Linked DNA regions of Hordeum vulgare: region 2 is linked to region 1. The links are chromatin contacts, called in public Hi-C maps. All regions are on one chromosome and are shown on one strand. The core of a region is the stretch at or near the end of the contact, and the rest is flanking DNA. Distances in the headings are between cores, read along the strand shown.

Region 1 (3,852 bases), core at 821-3,320:
TTATAAAAAGATTAAAAGCGTGTGGTATTTTTTTCTCCCGTTGCAACACACGGGTCCTTTTGCTATAAAGAACTAAAATATACAATGGGAAAAAATTGCAGTAGCACATTGTACATTCTAAAATACTTGAAGTTCAAGATTTGTGCATAGTAAAACTTTTTTCGGTTTTACCTAATCTAGAAAAGACATATCAACATCTGTAATATCAAATTAGTAGTATGATTAGATTTACCTTAAGGTATATTTTCATACTCCCATCATAACAGAATAAGTGTCTCAAGTTTACCACTTTATAAGTCTAATAAATGACATAACTTTGTATTGTTATTAATAAAAACCTAAGTCATTTTTTGGAAAGGATGGAATACAATTTTATACTAAATTAATATAAAATCGAGACATTTATTTTGAAATGAAGGGCGTACTATTTATTGGGTATTGTGGATAGTACAATTTTCTATAGATTTATTCTACTTCCTTCGTATCTAAATAATTGTTGTTAGAAAAAAACTAGCTTCATTTTTCTAAAAACGATTATTTAGGTAAACGAGTAATATTTTGGAGAAACCTCAACTTTAAAATATTATTACTAGGCCTCGAGTAATATTTTGGAGAAACCTAAACTTTCAAATATTATCGAGTGAGGAAGAACTTGGTTTATGCACTTGTGGCAATTCGCCATCGAGCCTCCTTCATTTCAGGGGAGCTCCTATACGACGCGTTCTGCGTCCGACTGCCGTGGAAACGCACAGGGCGACTAAGACTTGGGCTGGCCCAATAGCGCCAGATCGAAAATACAGTAAAAAAATACATGCGAGCAAATGGTTCTGTAGCTAGTGCATTTTTTAAAAGACGAACCATTTCAAAATTCGATTTCATTTGAAATTGAATATTTTTCTGAAAACATGAAGAGTTTTTCAAATACGCGAACCTCTTTTCAAAAAACATTGAACAGTTTTTGATTTCTGGAACATTTTTCCGAACTTTTTATTATATTTTGAAAATAAGAAACATTGTTTCGAATGCGCGAACATTTTTCAAAAATATGAATATTTTAAAACATCTTTTCAAATTCCAGAACATTTTTTTCAAAATAAGGAATATTTCTCAAATTCCGGAACATTTTTTCACTTCCCGAACATTTTTCTGAAAATTCCAGACCTCCTTTTCAAATTCACAAACATTTTTGTCAGATTCCGGAACATTTTTTCACTTCCCGAACATTTTTCTGAAAATCCGAAATATTTTTTATAAAAATACCGGAACATTTTGCAAATTCAAAAATATTTTATAAAATTCCAGAACAATTTTCAAATTCCGGATCATTTTTTCAAATTATGTAACCTTTTCTCAAATTCCAGAATATATTTTTCGAAAATATGAAACATTTTTATAAAATTCCAGAACATTTTTACATATTCCGTCACATTTTGTTGCAATTCCGGAATGTTTTTTCAAAATTCTGGAACATTTTTCCATATTCCAAAACATTTTTCGGAAAATCCGAAACTTTTTTATAAAAATTCCAGAACATTTTGTCAAATTTCAGCACATTTTTTCAGATTCAGGAATATTTTTTCCAATTACGAAACATTGTTTCAATTTAGGAACATTTTTTCAAATTACGAAACATTTTTTGAAAACCAGGAACATTTTTGAAATAGAAATAGAAAAAAACAAATAGAAAACAAAAAATATATTTTATTTTAGTATCGAGAACATTTTTTGATAATTGAGAACATTTTCTGATAATTCAGATAATTTTTAGAAACAGAAACAAAAAAAATAGAAAAAAACAGAAAAAGAAACAAAAAAAACCGGTTCGGTGAACCTTCTAGAAGTTTCCTGAAGCCGAAAAAACCCGGTTGGAAACATCTAGAAGGTTTCCAAAACCGGGATCAAACATGTTAACGGGCCGGGCCATGTACAATCGCTTGTGTGGTTTTCCTGTGCGTTTGCCCGACAGTTCGACGCAAAAAGCGTCAAATAGGATATTCCCATTTATAGTATAAAAAAAGTTAGGATAGACTCGAGCCTCTTTGGGTTGGGCTCGAGTCTACCCTCCAAATTCGTGAAACTTTTTTTACTACTAGGCTTTATCATATCTGTTAGGCCCAACCCAAAACAAGTAGCCCAACAGCCAGCCCATCAAAGAAAAAAATCAGTGACTTAGCAACCACCACTAGACGTACAAGCAGGAGCCACCAAACCTAACCGCTGGACGCCACCTCTCGGTCGGACGTCAGGCGCCGCTTACCTATTGGGCACCGCCATCGATGGAGTCGTGCTGTCGGGGAGCTCGTCGCCCAGTGTCCTTTATAGCTCCGCGGATCCGTCGTCACCCGTCGCTTGCCATATCATTGAGTAGCAGGATTCTCTATCGTCTAACATAAGGCACTGTCTTTGACTCTTTCTAATTTGTTTGTTCACTGGTTAGGCCCTGTTTGAAACCATAATAGATTATAATAATCTGGATTACGAACATAGATTATGTAATCTGCTTTATAAAAACAATTTAGGTGGACATGTTTGGAGACCAGATTATATAAACTATAATCCAGATTTTATATTGCATAATGACCTATTTGCCCTCTGGTTTTTTAAAAAGAGGAGGATGGTGGTGGCAGAAATGTAATTATCTCCAACTTTACAAGGGCAATGGGTCATTACAATCCCTAATCTGATTTTAGCTGGGGTAGAGTAGATTATGAGTTTTTAATAATCTGTTCATCTAGTTTTTATAATCTACACCATGATTTATCCTGTTTGAAGACATAATAGATTATAAAAACTGGATTATATAATCTGAATGGTTCCAAACATGGCCTTAGTCGAGTAGCTACTTTGGTTAGTTATAGTCAGTAGCTAGTTTAGTTAGTTATAGTCATTAGCTTGTTTAGTTCTAGACTTATAGTGAGTAGCTAGTGTAATTCTAGTTATAATTAAACCATGAACTAATTTCCATCATTGTTTCATTTTTTTAAATGAAGAGAAAGAAGACTTTGCATAGTCGGTTTGGAGTAGTTCTAATACATTTGCCCAAATGGTGAATTGGTGTGCGGATTATATGATACTTTGTTGTATGGTAAATCATGCTATTAATAATGCTCTTGAGAAATTTCATGCCAATTTGAGAACATGTTTGGCACATATTGTCTCTTTAAATTGGTAGAACCATTTTCCCCTCAAAATTTAATATTTTTCAAGAAATCCAAAAATATTCTAATAAATAGCCCATGCTTCCACCAGTAATCTGAGAAACTTGAGCTTATTTGGACAAGAGGATTTGGAGATAATGGCTATTTTAGTGAAAAGATTCAAAATTTGGTTCAAATTTTGATATTTCTGTGAAAATCCAGAGAACTTATAGTAAGCAATGCATGTTTCCAGTACCAATGTGGTAAAAATTAAGCTTATAAGCGAATGGATTTGGAGATCATGGCTATTAAAGTGAATAGATTAAAAAATATCCAAAAGAAACCTAGTAAATACTTAATGTTATCAACAGTAATATGGAAAAATTACAGTTTTTAGAAGATAACTGATTTTTCCTTCAAAACAGCGTTCAACTTTCTCTGCGTAAGCATTGAGCCTACTCTCCATTTTCTTTCTAGCACTCCCTCCCTTGCTCCCTCTCTCTCATATTTCTTTCTCTACCTCTTCCGCGACCTTCTCTTCCTCTCTCTTCTCCATCGGCTTGGTTGTCTGGAGAAGATATGGAGAGGCGCCTACTCTATTCATAGCCCCGTAAGGTCCTATTCACGTTGTCTGGAGAAGATATGGAGAGGAGCCTATTCACGTTGTTTTCCTTCCAGCTTAACACATGACTTTTGGTTTGTACCCTATCAACGT
Region 2 (3,852 bases), core at 939-3,438, 280 kb after region 1:
CAGTCAAACACGTACCAGCACTCGGACCAGGGCAAGTGTGAACGACGAGGGAGCTGCAACGGCTAATAGACTTAACATCTCACATAAAGCAGAGTGAAGACCAACATTACCTCTAATGCCATAGTTAGAGTTGCTCTTAATAGTAACTTCCGTAGTTATTATTCATTTAGTGCCCTTGTAATGGGACGCCTCGGATGCACGCGAACTCTATATAAGCTACCGTGGTGCTCCTGGACAAGGGTTAAGCACCTTGTGTATTCACACACCCCATAAGCAAACACTAAGCCTGGGGATCGAGACGTAGTGTCTTTACCAATTTCGAGTGAGAGCTAAACTCGTATATCCGAGTGTTACACATGCGCCTTAGCTAGGCTTCATCCCTCATTAGTTCTCCTAGTACTATTTCCAGGCTCGTCCGCTCGGAAGCCGCTGAGCAAAAGGTCTAGCGAGGAAGAGGCGGAGAGAACGATGAGAAAGAAGAAAGATTCCTAACTTAGCGCATGACTTTATTCAATATTGGCTAGCTAGGACCATATATTGAAGTATTAAAATATAACATATGTACACATGTTAGGCTTTAATTGGGCTTGTAACTAGCATATGGTTAGGTGTTTCAGTCGAGCATTAATAACGCAAGTCTATTACAATAGAACATCGCACGATAGTAATTTAGACTAGACACACAAGCTAACAGCTTGACCGAGACCACGAGAGAGACGTTTTGGATGACCATGATAGGGGTGGCCGAACCAATTATGGTGTTCGTCACAAGCTTATTGTTGGCTGTATCATGCGAGTGCGGTGTAGAATATTAAATACATATATTCTAAATTATTATTATTATTTTTAATTGATCATCCCACACTAAAAAATGTAAATATAGTGTAAACATGTCCGCTCAACATTCAAAAAACTTTTTCACCATTCAACTTTTTTTATAAAATGTTCACATGTTTAAAAAACATATGCCACATTAAAACAAGTAATATAAAAAGTAAATAAATATTTTTATAATTTTAAAATATATTTCGTACCATTCAAAACCATAGACGTTACATTCTGAACAATGTTCATCTGGTTCAAAAATATTGTTTGTGTCATTTAAGAAAATGTTTATCCAATGTATCAAAAAATTCACAGTTAAAAAAATAATGTCTCGTATCATACAAAACATGTTTTAACATGTATTCACAAAAATGAAAAAGTATTAAAAAAGTTTATCATGTACGTAAAAATGTAAAGTATATATAATAAAATATTTTAGATGAATAAAAAAATACAAGAGGTATACAAAAGTGAGGTATAAAACTATATATTTGATTCTTTAACGTTTATAGAAAATCATACTGATGTATACTAAAAATGAATAAGGTGTAAGCCAAACATAGATATATGTTGACAAAACAAAATGAAAAGCAAACTAGGACAAAATAAAACCAACAAAAACAAAAAAAAAGACTTAAGAAAAAAATGAAAATGAAAATAAACAACAACATGGTAAACTGAACAACCACAAATTAGAAGTCTGGTAACCATCCATTGTTGGCGATTCCTAATATGAATCGGTACAAGCAGCACATAGTCCTATGCAGCACTGCCGTCGCAAGTGAACGATCCGGCGCCTGCAGTTCTGCTAGAATGGACGGCCAGCTAGAGTGCTGTCCAGATTTTTTTCTATTTGTAGACCTTTTTGTTACGGAAAAACTATAAAATCAAAAAATGTGTACAGATTTAAAGAAAAAAGGTTCATCCATTTGGAAAAAAAGTTCATATCTTAAAACAAATCATCAATTTAAAAATAAGTTCACTATAAATGAAAAAAAGTTCATCCATTTTAGGAAAAATCACTAAATATTTATAAATTTCAATAAATATACAAAAGTTCATAAAAATTAAAAAAATAGTTCCTGTATCTTTTTTCTAAAAGTTCGTTGAACTGAAAAAAGTTCATAAACCTTTAAAAAGTTCATCCATTTACAAATATATTTCATCAATTTCAAAAAAAATATTGATATTCAAACAAGTTCATCAATTTTAAAAAGTATTCGTTAAAATTTTAAAAAAGTTCATCGATATTCAAAAAAGTTCAAAGATTTCTAAAACAAAAGACAAACATCTATATCGGCCGGCCCAGTTCGAACGTCATAGGCACCAGTTAACAAAAATGTACCTTAACTGGCGCCAAATAGAAAATGCCGCCACTATTTATCGGATTAAGCGATTGCTGCAGGATGCCTCACTGAAGGTTCCAACGTAACTGGGCCAGCCCAATTCGTGCGCGAGTCTATTTGAAGTAAAAAAGAGAAGCGTACAAAGGTAGAACCAGTGATCTACATGCAGTTCACACTCGCTATTAGGCACCCGTCCAACTCGCAACCTTGTTAGGTGGAAGGGGAGAGCCCAACTTGAGACCATTAGACCTAGGTTTTTGTCTTGGTTTTCTAATATATCTTTTATTTTCTACTCCGTTTTTCATTCCTTTTTGCATTTTGTTTTCTTTGTTTTACTTTTATTTTTTCTTTGTTTTACTTTTATAAAAAAAATTGGATTCTCTGTTATTTTTGTTTTTATTTCCATTTTTCTATTTTATTTTGTTCTTATACATTTTTTGAAATACTTTTTAAACATTTTTGAATACTTGTTGAACATTTTAATACACATGATCAATATTTCTTTCAAAATACTTGTTCAACAATTGTCTAAAACTTGTTCAACATTCTTTAAATACTTATTTAACATTTTGATACACATGACCAACATTGTTTTCAAATACTTATTCAATATTAATTTTAAATACTTGTTCAACATTTTTTAATATTTCCCAACATTTTTAAATACTAGTAGGACATTTGCCAAATACTTGTTCCATACTTTTATATGCATGACCAACATTTTTTCAAATATTTCTTTCGTATTTTTAGAATATTTGTTTAACATTTTTCAAATAATTGGCAACATTCTAAATTCATTGTGGAATAAATATATTTTAAATATTTCTTAAGAGTTCTTTTGTAATATATATATTTGTAAAATTTTCAGATTAGAGACAAAAGTAAAAAAAACAAAAAAAGTGAAAATAAAAGCAAACGGAGAACTGGTTGGAGTTCCCCGCACGCGTGGGCTGGCCCGACTAGCGGTTCCCTTCAGCGACTCAGTGACTCCTCTCGCGTAACACGAGAGATAGGCGTTCCCTAGTCCTGGCACAGGATGTTTTGGTTTCAGTTTTGCTTTTCCCTTTTATTAAAGACTAGCAAAAGGGCCCATGCGTTGCCACGGGAGAAAAAAAATACCACACGCTTTTAATCTTTTATAATCATTTTGATTTATTAAAATAATAAGCTAACTAACTAATGTAGTCAGTCCTATCTTATTTTGTTAAGAAATCAACCCGTCCATTGTTAATTCCACCATGATGAGAAATTGAGCGGGACAAGCAAAGCAAAACAAAGAGGCTACGTGAATTGATCAATGGACTGTTATCTTATTTCACTCATGGGATAGAGAATGTGGGATCAGATGACAAACTGAAGGTGGTGTTTGTTGGAATTATGCCTTAGAGGCAATAATAAATATAATTATTATTATAATTCCTGTATCAAGATAATCGTTTATTGTCCATGCTATAATTGTATTGAATGAAGACTCATTTACATGTGTGGATACATAGACAAAACACCGTCCCTAGCAAGCCTCTAGTTGGCTAGCCAGTTGATCAAAGATAGTCAGTGTCTTTTGATTATGAACAAGGTGTTGTTGCTTGATAACTGGATCACGTCATTAGGAGAATCACGTGATGGACTAGACCCAAACTAATAGACGTAGCATGTTGATCGTGTCATTTTGTTGCTACTG

What was found. A called contact is a pair of places that touch in the nucleus more often than the background predicts.
Region 2: a Hi-C map of leaf shows a contact between it and region 1, with 2.9 times the contacts expected there. The contact joins two enhancer-like sites. A contact is called at or near these places in 4 of 6 Hi-C or Micro-C datasets (leaf and seedling).

What each region holds. Positions count from the first base shown.
Region 1 is chr2H:568,538,666-568,542,517 of MorexV3_pseudomolecules_assembly, forward strand. No RefSeq gene overlaps it. Among protein-coding and RNA genes, the nearest start is that of LOC123427341, 56 kb to the right of the region's middle. Within about 2 kb of position 2,071, at least 2 of the 3 cell types and tissues checked have open chromatin away from gene starts, as enhancers often do. A contact at or near this core is called in leaf, where this site is marked.
Region 2 is chr2H:568,814,378-568,818,229 of MorexV3_pseudomolecules_assembly, forward strand. No RefSeq gene overlaps it. Among protein-coding and RNA genes, the nearest start is that of LOC123430577, 50 kb to the right of the region's middle. Within about 2 kb of position 2,189, at least 2 of the 3 cell types and tissues checked have open chromatin away from gene starts, as enhancers often do. A contact at or near this core is called in leaf, where this site is marked.